Regions from separate parts of the Mus musculus genome. Here all the other regions are linked to region 1. Evidence: chromatin contacts called from public HiChIP or PLAC-seq data. All regions are on one chromosome and are shown on one strand. Each heading gives the region's core, a stretch centred on a gene start, on an enhancer-like site or on the middle of the called end of the contact. The rest is flanking DNA. Distances are from core to core; before and after follow the strand shown. Region 1 overlaps Glul (glutamate-ammonia ligase (glutamine synthetase)). Region 2 overlaps Npl (N-acetylneuraminate pyruvate lyase). Region 3 has its middle 25 kb from the start of Zfp648.

The links. HiChIP or PLAC-seq counts read pairs in DNA pulled down with a chosen protein or histone mark.
Region 2: an H3K27ac HiChIP or PLAC-seq map of microglia shows a contact between it and region 1, with 8 times the contacts expected there. The contact joins two enhancer-like sites. A contact is called at or near these places in 1 of 484 Hi-C or Micro-C datasets (CD4 T cells) and 1 of 115 datasets of contacts at active chromatin or transcription factors (microglia).
Region 3: an H3K27ac HiChIP or PLAC-seq map of microglia shows a contact between it and region 1, with 6 times the contacts expected there. The contact joins two enhancer-like sites. A contact is called at or near these places in 6 of 39 promoter capture datasets (the HPC-7 cell line, cranial neural crest, embryonic stem cells and 2 more), 4 of 484 Hi-C or Micro-C datasets (embryonic fibroblasts, female germline stem cells, ganglionic eminence and 1 more), 37 of 115 datasets of contacts at active chromatin or transcription factors (the HPC-7 cell line, the NIH/3T3 cell line, SST interneurons and 24 more) and 3 of 9 other capture datasets (adipose tissue, liver and pancreatic islet).

Annotation. Positions count from the first base shown.
Region 1 is chr1:153,908,943-153,912,772 of GRCm38.p6, reverse strand. Glul (glutamate-ammonia ligase (glutamine synthetase)) reads right to left here. Exons shown (of 7, transcript NM_008131.4): 7 at 3,050-3,830. Among named protein-coding and RNA genes, the nearest start is that of Glul, 11 kb to the right of the region's middle. Within about 2 kb of position 2,207, at least 44 of the 459 cell types and tissues checked have an H3K27ac peak or open chromatin away from gene starts, as enhancers often do. A contact at or near this core is called in microglia, where this site is marked.
Region 2 is chr1:153,500,098-153,503,927 of GRCm38.p6, reverse strand. It overlaps Npl (N-acetylneuraminate pyruvate lyase), which reads left to right. Exons shown (of 12, transcript NM_028749.1): 12 at 371-912. The coding sequence ends at 555. Among named protein-coding and RNA genes, the nearest start is that of Dhx9, 14 kb to the right of the region's middle. Within about 2 kb of position 1,972, at least 69 of the 459 cell types and tissues checked have an H3K27ac peak or open chromatin away from gene starts, as enhancers often do. A contact at or near this core is called in microglia, where this site is marked.
Region 3 is chr1:154,173,780-154,177,609 of GRCm38.p6, reverse strand. No RefSeq gene overlaps it. Among named protein-coding and RNA genes, the nearest start is that of Zfp648, 25 kb to the left of the region's middle. Within about 2 kb of position 2,104, at least 36 of the 459 cell types and tissues checked have an H3K27ac peak or open chromatin away from gene starts, as enhancers often do. A contact at or near this core is called in microglia, where this site is marked.

The DNA of each region.
Region 1 (3,830 bases), core at 958-3,457:
ATTGTACTGGCTGGTTTTGTGTGTCAACTTGACACAAGCTGGAGTTATCACAGAGAAAGGAGCCTCCCTTAAGGAAAGGCCTCCATGAGATCCAGCTGTAAGGCATTTTCTCAATTAGTAATCAAGGGTGGTTGAGAGGGTCAACTGTGGGTAGTGCTAGTAGTCTTGGTTCTATAAAAGAGCAGGCTGAGCAAGCCAGGGGAAGGAAGCCAGTAAGTAACATCCCTCCATGGCCTCTGCATCAGCTCCTGCTTCCTGACCTGCTTGAGTTCCAGTAGAAACTTCCTTTGGTGATGAACAGCAATGTGGAAGTGTAAGCGGAAAAAACCCTTTCCTCCCCAACTTGCTTCTTGGTCATGATGTTTGTGCAGGAATAGAAACCCTAAGACAAACAGACCACAAAAGTAAACTCTGCCGGCAACACAGACAGGTCTGGAGACCTGGTGGAAGGGAAGCTGGTCCCAGAAGATTTACTTCAAAGCCCTTCTGAGTGAAGCATCTGCTCCAGGGATAGCACCTTACTCTCTAGACTTCACGCTGCACTGGAACAGGTAGGTCAGCAGGAGCTGGAGTTGTGAAACTTTGGGCGAGCTATCTGGAGCACCAGCCCAAAGCATCAGGTCAAACTCTGTACCTATGTGTTCCGTCCTTCTCAGACACACAGCTCTGACTTTCACATGCTAAGACACACCTTAAAACTCTGTGCACTTGTGATGGATGCCTTTAGTTCCTACCTCGCAACTGACATGACACTAAACACTTGTTTTGTCTTGAAAGAGTGTCTGAGGGCTGGAGAGATGACTCAGCAGGTAAGACTGCTCTTCCAGGGGTCCTGAGTTCAATTCCCAGCAACCACATGATGGTTCACAACCATCTGTAATGAGATCTGATGTCCTCTTCTGGTGTGTCTAAAGAGAGCAGGATGTGTACTCATATACAAAAAAGTACACAAATCTCTAAGAGAGAGAGAGAGAGAGAGAGAGAGAGAGTCTGAGGTAGCCCAGGCTGGCCTCAAACTGGCTACGTAGTGGAAAACAACTTTGAAATGAACTTTTGGATGGGCTGAGAGTACAGACATGCACCACCTTATACCTGATTTACATAGCTTTCTGCTTGCTAGGCAAGCATCTAACAGCTAAACTCCCGCTTTGGGAAGTCGAGTTTAAAGAGTATACTGAGACAACTGGGACCTCACACACCCCAGGGCGTTACTCCATTGAGCCAGAGCCCACATCCGTCTCTTTAAGGCTGAAAGTTTGGCAAATATTGTTTAATATAGCCCCTCATTCTGTTTAATCTATCACTGATACAGTTATCAAGTAACTGGGTCTGTTAAATGAGCAATTAAAAAAAAAAACAAAAACCTTAGAAATGTAAGGGGATTGAACTCTGACCGGGAGAGCAGATGTAATTCTAGGTTCCAGGGTGGAGAAGGAAATACTTCCCACCTGGAATCCTGATCCTATTAAGTTAGGATTTCTTTTCAAGTAACCTTGAGAAGAGAACTGGCTGCAATCGGCTACAAAACAATGAAAAGGACTCAGGTCCTGTGGATGACCCAGGGAAACAGCCACTGGGAGGGAAAAGGTGGACAAATATTTATTTTAACATGAAGACTAGGAAGATTCTGAGAGTAGAAGAGGGCACTTAAAAAAAAATCTCTGTGTGTGTATGTTGAGTGCAATGCTGGCATGTATGTATAGGTGTCGTTTGCATGCCCAACTCTCAAGAAAGCCAGATGGGCACCAGCTCCCCTGGAACTGGAGTTACAAGTGGTTTGTTTCATGCTGTTTGAGCTAGGGTCCTCGAAAGAGCAGCAAGTGCTTTTTAACTGATGAGCCATCTCTACAGTAGGAGGGCAATCACGCCAGACTAGCAGGTTTATAAGCTACTAGGTTTATATTTACTTTATAAGAGAATGCTCGCTTGGAGAAAACTGTCACTTTAAGATCTGTTCCAACAGTCTCTACTAAATTACTGTTGCCCACAACAGCAACAGTGGGGGACTTGGGAGGCAGAACCTGGCAGATCTTGAAGATTCAGGCCAGCCAGGGATACGCAGAGATACCATCACAAACCAGCAACAGCGGAGCTAGTATATGCTCTGGATAGCTACTTTCTACTATCTGGGCATATGCACAGAAGCACCGTGAAAGAGGAAGCGCCTCTTTTAGCTTAGTGAGGAAAATGCTTAAACAGCAACAGGACACAGTAAGGACTCAGCCAGGCTTGGTGGCACAATGTAGGATCCAGATCAAGACTTCAAGCCCAGCCCGGGATGAGTCCCAAACTGGAAATTCTAGGGAGCTGAGCATGAAGTGTAAACATGGAGGTTTGGAACCCAGGTTCAGTGGTCCACAAATGTCTTGGTTGTCCTGAAGCCTGAGAACCTAGGCTGGACAACTCAGGGAAAACCAGGATAAAACAGAGAACTCCACGGAACCTAGTGTTTGGTTAATTAAAATCTAGGACAAGCCAATGCCCCAAGTGTAACGGCCTTCAGCGGCTTCAATAGGCGAGCAAACCTACTGTGTAGATAGCTCCCAGCAGCTGGACCGAGGAAGAACTCAAGAACAGGGGCAGCTAATACACTGTACCACGCTGTATTAAATATCCTGATAAGCCAGGACTGTCAGTGTTCGATAAACCAAGCCCTGGCACCGGAAGTGAAACAGAGGTTCCCATTTGCCAGGAAATTCTAGCAGCCTAGTCACCCAGAGCTGAGGGCAGCCGTGAAAGTGGCCAGGCCCAACGCAAGACCTTAAAGTATCTGTGTCTTATTTTGTGTCACTTGATAGCATGATCCTTGAGTCTGAACTGTTAGACAACACTGCTTTCAAAATGTAAGACCTAACATGAAACTGGGAATTGCCTACTCTGGAGCAAGAACTTTCAAGTTAAAGGCCGGACACTAGGACCCCGTCTCAAAATATCTCGTCAACGTGACTTCATCTTAAAAGCATAAGTACAGATAAGCACATTTTGTCCGTAAACAAGAACCACCCCCCTTCCCTTTCTTTTGATAGAGAAAGAAGGAATGAAATAGCACTTAATTTTTGAGGTTTTTTTTTTTTTTTTGGGAACCACAAAGAAACAAGTCAGAGGAAATCTTATAAATGTTAGGTTGATTTATAAGCGCTGCCTGGCAGTTACAGTCTGTTTACAGTGAGTTATCTAACCGAACATACTATACATGGCAATTAGAAGTCATCATGGCAAGAGAGAAACCACAGTTGGCCCGCTGCCGACACAAACAACCAGAAAACTGAAGGGCAACAGGCTGGGATGGAGGTGGGGGTGTGTTTACTATAAAAGAAAAAAAAAAAGACTATTGGCTTTTTCAGAAGGAAAGTAACAGTCTGCTGGCAGAGGTGACACTAGGAGACAAGTGTTTTAACTCTAGGCCTGTCCTTAATTCCCCTAAGAGCCAAGTGGAGGGAGACATTGAAACAAACAGGCAATTCTGTAAAGTTAGAAACCCTACAAATCTGATTAAAATCTAAACTTGTTTTGCTTTTAAAAAACTTAATATATCAAAAGGCCCGCTTTAGTGACATGCTAATCCCACCAAAAAAATAACCCCAGTAAACCCCCACCCACCCACCCATCAGTAACAGTGTTCAAGTTGACCAGCCAACTCATACTTCTAACTCGTGTGTGGAGTAAGTATACGCATCCCCTAAACCTAAGCCTGGGGACAGGTGGTGGCAAGCAGTGGCATCCCACTGGCTACCTGTCCAACATCTGCTCCTGCAGAGTGGGCAGGGAAACCCTAAGCAGTAATGAAGCTGAGACCCCAAGATAACCAACTTTCCCGGTACTGCATCCTC
Region 2 (3,830 bases), core at 723-3,222, 410 kb after region 1:
TCAAGCCACTCTACATTGGCTACATTGGTGCTGGGAACCAAACTGGTGTCTTCTGAAAGAATAGGGGATGCTTCTAAATGCTGGCCATCTCTTAAAAGCCTTGAAAGGAGGGATCCCTATTCTACTCTGTATGTTTAGGACAGGGTCTCGTGTAGCTAAGACTTACTTTAAGCTCTGGTTCCCCTATCTCTGCCTCCCAAGTGCTGGGATTACAGGTGTGGACACCATGCCCAGCTCAGGCAACCTAACTACAAGTGTTCTCACTTTTTAGGTTTACCAGGTTTTATAGTAGAGCCTTACTCTTCTTTGGGATGTTTGTGGGGAAGTGGGCAGTACAGGATACATCTCACCCTTTGTTTTTCCCATCTAGGTTTTGGAGTGTCGCAAACCAAAGCCATCATGACGCTGGTCTCTGGGATTCCAATGGGCCCACCCCGGCTTCCTCTGCAGAAAGCCACCCAGGAGTTTACTGCTAAGGCTGAGGCCAAGCTAAAGAGCCTGGATTTCCTTTCTTCCCCTAGTGTAAAGGAGGGGAAGCCTTTAGCTAGTGCCTGATAAGTCTGGGTGTGTAAGCTTAGACTTATCTATCTTCAATAGTACATTCTTTTCTCAGGGACTTTTTTAGGTGAATTTGAACCCATCTTTATTTTAGGAAGTAGAATCCCACACCAATCAAATATTGATTATGAACCTAAACTTTTTTGTTATAAAGGAGTCACAAGCTCTAAGTCATTCATTTTGTAAAATTATTATAGAGAAATCTCTACTTATACAGATGCAATGGAACCAAGTGAAAATTGTAATAGTAATTACAATTATTAATTAATTACATTAATTAATATAATTCATATCACTATATTAATTGCTACATTGGTTATATTATTGCTGAATAAATTTCACCTGCCTTTTGGGAGCACTTATTGTCTTAATCTTGTTTCAAAGGTTTATAATTTGAGTATTGTCTTAGTTAGGGTTTTATTGCCACAAAGAGAAACCGTGACCACAGCAACTCTTACAAAGAAAAGCATTTAGTTGAGATTGGCTTACAGTTCAGAGATTTAGCGCATTATTGTCATGGCAGGAATCATGGCGGCATCCAGGCAGACATGGGACCGGAGAAAGAGCTGAGATTTCTACATTTGGATCCGCAGACAACAGAAAGAGACAGTGAGTCACCAGGCCTGGCTTGCACTCCTGAGACCTGCTTGTGGGTCAGGCTGTGAACTCTCAGCTGTTGCTGCTGCCACACTTTTACCCAGCTATCAGGGACTCTTAACTCTAAAACCATAAGCCCAAGTAAACATTTTTCCTGTAGAAGTTGCTCCAGTCATGGTATTTTGTCACAGGAACATAAAGTAATTAAGACAGTATTGGCCAGGTGTGGTGGCGCATGCCTTTAATCCCAGCACTCGGGAGGCAGGGGCAGGTCAATTTTTTAGTTCGAGGCCGGCTTGGTCTACAGAGTGAGTTCCAGGACAGCCAGGGCTATACAGAGAAACCCTGTCTCGAAAAACAAACAAACAAACAAACAAAAAAAACAACAACAACAAAAAAAGACAGTATTTGAGTCGCGTCTTTCTAGATCCTCTAAAATAGGACTCTGCCAAATTGAGAGGGGTTCATTGACAGTGGAGTCTCCTGGACTGGTGCTGAGTCAGATGTCTTCCTTTTAGGAACTTCCCTCTGCACACCAGGAGCCTCTTCTGGCCACACTAAGCCTTGCAGTCTGTGGGCTGAGCAGGTTTTCCTCACACTCCTAGAAACTCCCCAGTTTATACAACCCCCACCCCATCCTGTCTAGCCGGGGTGGGTGGGGGGAGGGCAGTGGTCTTCTGGGAACTAAGTGCAGGCCTGAGATCTGTACAGAAGGAACAGCCTCTGCTTGCAAACCCAGCTCAGCATTAACCCTGCTGGAGGGGGGTAGTTAGGGAAGTCAGACATTCAAGAATTCTTATTTCAACATCCATGATCTTTGCCCTGTCGAGGATTAGATTCTCAGCTGGCTGACTTCAGGCTCAGGGCTCTTACTGCAAGGTTGCTCTGAGTCACCTGCTCAGCTGCTGGCCACAAGGAGTGGGCCCTACCACCGTGGGTAGCCTTTACTACCAGAGCCAAGCTGTCCCCTGAGCTTCATCTGTCCACATCTGGTCTTTGCGTTCTGCCTCCTGCAGCTGTCGTCCTTCCTCTGCAAGCCTGGCAGCTTGACCAGAGGCTCTAGCTCTTGGGAGAGTCCCTTGAATCAGGCCCCTAGGGCTGCTCAGTCCTACTTCCTTCTCAAGATGGAATCTTGCCATGGCCCTCTGAATCCTGGTCTTTGACAAAATGAACTTCTCTGCTTCGGCAAAGAGGTGAAGAAGTCACTATCTCACCAAAGTCCCAATTAGACTTAACTAAAAAACAAAACAAAAAACCAAACCAAACCAAAAAAACTTACACTGCCAAAAATAGGACTGGTTTTTTGTTTGTTTGTTTGTTTTGTTTTGTTTTGTTTTGTTTTTCAAGACAGGGTTTCTCTGTATAGCCCTGGCTGTCCTGGAACTCACTTTGTAGACCAGGCTGCCTCTGCCTCCCGAGTGCTGGGACTAAAGGCGTGCGCCACCATACCCGGCTCAAAAATAGGACTCTTCAACAAGGTATCTTGCCTTACTTTTTGTTTGAATCTTTAAATTCCATTTGTTTGTTTGTTTGTTTAGTGTATGCGGGAATTGGAGAACAGCTTGGAGTCGTTGGTTCTCTCCTAATGTACAGGTTCTGGAAATCCAACTCGGGTTGTCAGGCTTTGTGGCAGGCACTGTAAACTCCAGATCATTTCACCTACCCGTCTTAGTTACTTTTATATGGTCGTGATAAGACATGGTGGCCGGGCTGGTGAGATGGCTCAGTGGGTAAGAGTACCCGACTGCTCTTCCAAAGGTCCAGTGTTCAAGTCCCAGCAACCACATGGTGGCTTACAACCATCCGTAACAAGATCTGACGTCCTCTTCTGGTGTGTCTGAAGACAGCTACAGTGTACTTACATATAATAAATAAATAAATCTTTAAAAAAAAAGACATGGTGGCCAAGGCAACCTATCAAAGTAAGCTTTTAATTCAGGGCTCATGGGTCCAGAGGGTTAGAATCCAGGATCAGCAAGGCAGGGAGCAGATCGCGGCAGCAGGCTGGCAAGGAAGTGTGGCACCGGAACTGAGAGCTTACATCTGTTCCATAAGTGTGAGACATCAAGAGAACTAGGAATGGCTTGGGCTTTTGAAACTTCAAAAGTCACCCCTAGTGACATACTTCTTCCAGTACAGTCACTTCAAATACTTCTGTCTTAGGGTTCTGGCAACTCCTTTTTTTTTTTTTTTTTTTTTTTTTTTTGGTTTTTTTCGAGACAGGGTTTCTCTTTATAGCCCTGGCTGTCCTGGAACTCACTTTGTAGACCAGGCTGGCCTCGAACTCAGAAATCAGCCTGCCTCTGCCTCCCTAGTGCTGGGATTAAAGGCGTGTGCCACCATGCCCAGGCCAAAGTACAGGCATACTTGCAGGCATGATGCTGTACACATAATAAATAAATCTTAAAAACAAAACAAGAAGGCCAGTTTTTGTAGCATCCCCTCCCCAGCCTGAAACCTGTTTGCTCAGGTTTCACTGTTTGCATGGGGTGGAGCTTGCCGCTCAATCGTTCTGTCACGCCCACTGCTGGAGCTTGCCACCTTGCTGTTCCAGAGCCATACACTTGGTCGCTCTACAGCTGGACTCCAGGATTATTTGGCCCGGATCGGCCCCTCCCCCTCCTTCATAACTGAGTGTCGGAATAGTAAAATTGAGCTTTGATCAGAATGACTGT
Region 3 (3,830 bases), core at 855-3,354, 260 kb before region 1:
TGGACTGAAGAATAAACTGCTTGAAAAAAGTCTCAAGGAAAAGCATTACCTTGAGTTGACTTCTTGTATTCAACTCACACACAATGGCTATGCTACAGACACATGCACACATGAATGTAGGTACACACACACATGCGCACACACACACACACACACACACACACACACACACACACACACACACATACACATACACCAACCACATTTCCAACATGGCACCAACACCATCCTTGGCAATTGGTGAGATTAATTCCCTTCCAGATGCTCAGACCCCCTTAGGGAAGCACTGGTTCTTCTCAAACTTTGGTGGCAAATGCATCCTATAATTGTTGTCCTGGTCCCAGGTGACTCATCTCCCCAGCATCAATTTCTTCCTTGCTGTGGTTGGGCTGAGATTTCATCTGTGTTGGGGGCCTGATCCCTGGAATGGCAGAACTGAGAGCTAGGAGAGCCTCCAAGAGATGAGGCCTAGTGGGAACAACTTAGGTGGTTAGAGATGTGCCCCCCCAAGAGTCATCCCCAAGGAAGGTCTATTAGAGGAGCAATCTGACCCCTACATTTCTCCCTTGCTTTCTTTATTAAGATGTAATTCCTTGCTCTGGAATACACTCTTGTCATTTCCATCCTCACCAGAGCTGAACAACACTAGAACCTCAGACCTTCGAAACTGTTTGTCATAAAAATAGCCTTGTTTATTTCATTATGGTAACAAAAAATCCTAATACACACTTGATCTACTTCCAGGTATGGTATGGCTGTCACAACATACTGATGCTCGTCTGTAGTATGTCAATGATAGTCATACATCAGCCTTCATCTGTTCCACTCCACTCCCCCACTCCCATTACAGTGCAGACATATACCTGTCACAAACATACTCAAGAATGATACAGTCCCTCGTTTGAGCCCTGAGCTCTATCCTACACATGGAATTTCTTGAAGTACAGATAAAGAGGGGCCTGTGGAGCGTCAACCACTGTGATAGCTCATTGGATAGGTCAACTCTATACCTCACATGACATAAGAATCCATGAAAAACTCCGCATAGGTACCAAAGACCAGCCATGCCATTGGGCCAGATCAATGTATATTATTGAATTCCTTAGCTTACACAGTATAATGTGCATACATTCAACAATTATAACAGAGAGAGAAAGAGAGAAAAAGAGAGGGAGAGGGAAAAGAGGAAGGAGGAAGAGAGATGGAAAGAAGGGGAAAGACTTCATCAGATTCAATTTGAGCATCTAAACATGGGCTCTGGAGAAGGCAAAGGGCGGGGACCAGCATGAAGCTATGATCTCCCATTGAACTATTTGGTGAGCTATAAACTCTGCCTGTCCATTTGAGGCAGACTGGGCTTGATCTGAGTATCCAGCACAGGAAAGGTGAGAGCCAGCCCCTGCCTATGAGACTGTCTCACAGTCATGTGAATGGCCTTGCTTAAGGCTACACAGTAATGGGAGTAGGTGGGGTTGGGGGTAGTGGATTGGAGCATCAGTGTGTTATATAGCTTCTCCGGGCCAGAGACACTGCTGTGCCTCTATGTTTCATCTAGAACTGAATTCTGAGTCAGGTTTACACTTGAGTAACTCACTTAAATCCTGGGAGCATTAAGAGATCTTCCAGGTTGGGACACATGACTACACTATAAGGATGTTTTATTTGGTGTGTTTGTTGTTGTAGGAGTAGTTTGTTGCTGTTGTTTGTTTGCTTGCTTGCTTACTTGCTTTCTCTCCTAAGTGAAGTTCAGATCACAGAAGTGACTTGCTCAAGACCACAAAGATATCAGAGGCATGAGTCTTTTGATGCTTAATTCACAAAAGCTTCCTCCTTTGAAACTCCAAATCGTGGCCATTATCTGGTCTGAGACTCAACATGGAGCCAGGGCAGGAGAGGGATCCAGCAGTAGTCAGACTTAACCGCATCAGGCACAGCGCCCATGTTCCTCCAGGTCGCCCTTTTGGGAGGCAGTGATGTCTAAGTGCTCACTCAGTCCATGGCTGAGAACATAGAATCAGAAGGCAGCTGACGTACACACGGTCTGGACTACCCATGTGAGGCTGAGAGAGAAGTGAAAGCTCTGGGCATCTGTTCCCTGTCTGTACAATGTGACCAGAGCAGGCAGCTGCTTCATCCAGTTCCTTTGAGCTAGGCTAATCAGTGTAACCCACTAGAACTCTGCGTGGCACAGCTGTAAGTATTCAGCTTAGTATTGTTGCTACTGCCAGCTGTTCTTTGTTTGTGTGATCACCTTATTCATATGTTAGAAGGTTTTAAAAGATAGGAAGAGGAGGAGGGCTTGACTTGAGTAGCTGAAAAGAAGAGAAGAGGGGGGAGGGAGAGAAGGAAGCAGCAGAAGAAAGGGGAAAGGAGGAGGAGGAAAGATGGAGGGAGAAGGAGAGAAAGAAAGGCTCAATTAATTATGAAGAGATGGCAAGCTAACAGCAGTTGTTGCAGGCCCTAGACACCACCACCACCACCACCACCACCACCACCACCACCACCACCCCCAGTCACATGCTGTTGCCCCTATAAAGCTAAGCCAGGCATTCGAACTGGGCTTCCTCAGAAACAGTTGCTATGGCTGAGGAGCACAGACAACCTGGTTTCTCTCTTCCTCCAGGCTTTGATCTTATCCACCCATCACACAGGCCCCAGTGCAGTCTGATCACAATACAAAGCACCGATGAAGCCACTGTGTAACCAGGCCGCCAGCAGCTCCATGCTGCCTCAGACGTACGGCACACAGGCATCTGCTTCTTGGCCTGGCTCTCAGGGTCCAGGGTAAAGTTTCTCATATTTAAAGCTTCCTCCAGGCTTCCTCCCAAGAAGAACCTAGATGCTAACCCATTATGGTCCTCTTGCTCTCTTGTTCCTCCTCACAGGATCCAATCAGCTCTTTTCCCCAGGGAGCTGCTGGTGCCTGACTTTGTTTATTTGTTCCCCCCAAAGGTGGAGCATATGAGGAAGGAAACTGAAGTGGCCCTTGTTGTGGTAGAGAATTGGCTTTGATGAGGAAACAGAGGGGCTGGGAGGCTGAGAATATGTCCCTTGCATGTGCACAACACCCTCTCTAGAGAGAGGATTGCAAGAGGCTTGTTGAAGAAGTATTGTTAGATTTGGATTAGTTAGGTGTCCCAGCTATTATAATATGCAAATACTCAATCCTCAGTGACTTAATACAGTAGATGTTTATTTCTCTGTCTTGCAAAATGCAGTCTGGGGATGTCCTCAGGCAATCAAGCTGGCAGAGGCACAGCCTTCTTCAACAAGCAGCTTCCAGAATCAGTGGGAGTGTAGGTCCCCAGCCTCAGAGAGAGAGGAGCAGGCAATCAAAGAGGAGCAGAGACTCCTCAAGTCAGTCTTAGGAATGGTGTGTATCACTTATCACTTTGGTCCATATTACATTAGCTGGAACTCAACCCTGGGGCTTCTCTGCCCTCAGAGAACTTGGATAATATAGCTCATGTTGGAGTACCCTTTCTAGCAACTGCACAACACAGGCAAGGGGCATGACTATGGTAGAACCAGCCAACTATTGCCAGCTCCCAATAAGAGACTTTGTAGAATGAGATTCATTAACAGGATCCCAGCTCTTCCTGAAGTGGAAGATAGGGAGAGACAAGACCTAAGGAAGAGTGGGGCATGAAGCAGTCTAGGGAGTGTGGAAAACAGGCTCACGGGAGTGCCCAGGCCACACTCAGCTGAGCTTCAGGACAGCAGCACCTGCATACAAGACAGAATGAGTGGCTACTGACCCATAGCCAGCGTACAAGCATGGCAGACTGGCATGGAGCTGGAAGGGTGATATCAGAGCCATTGAACCAAGG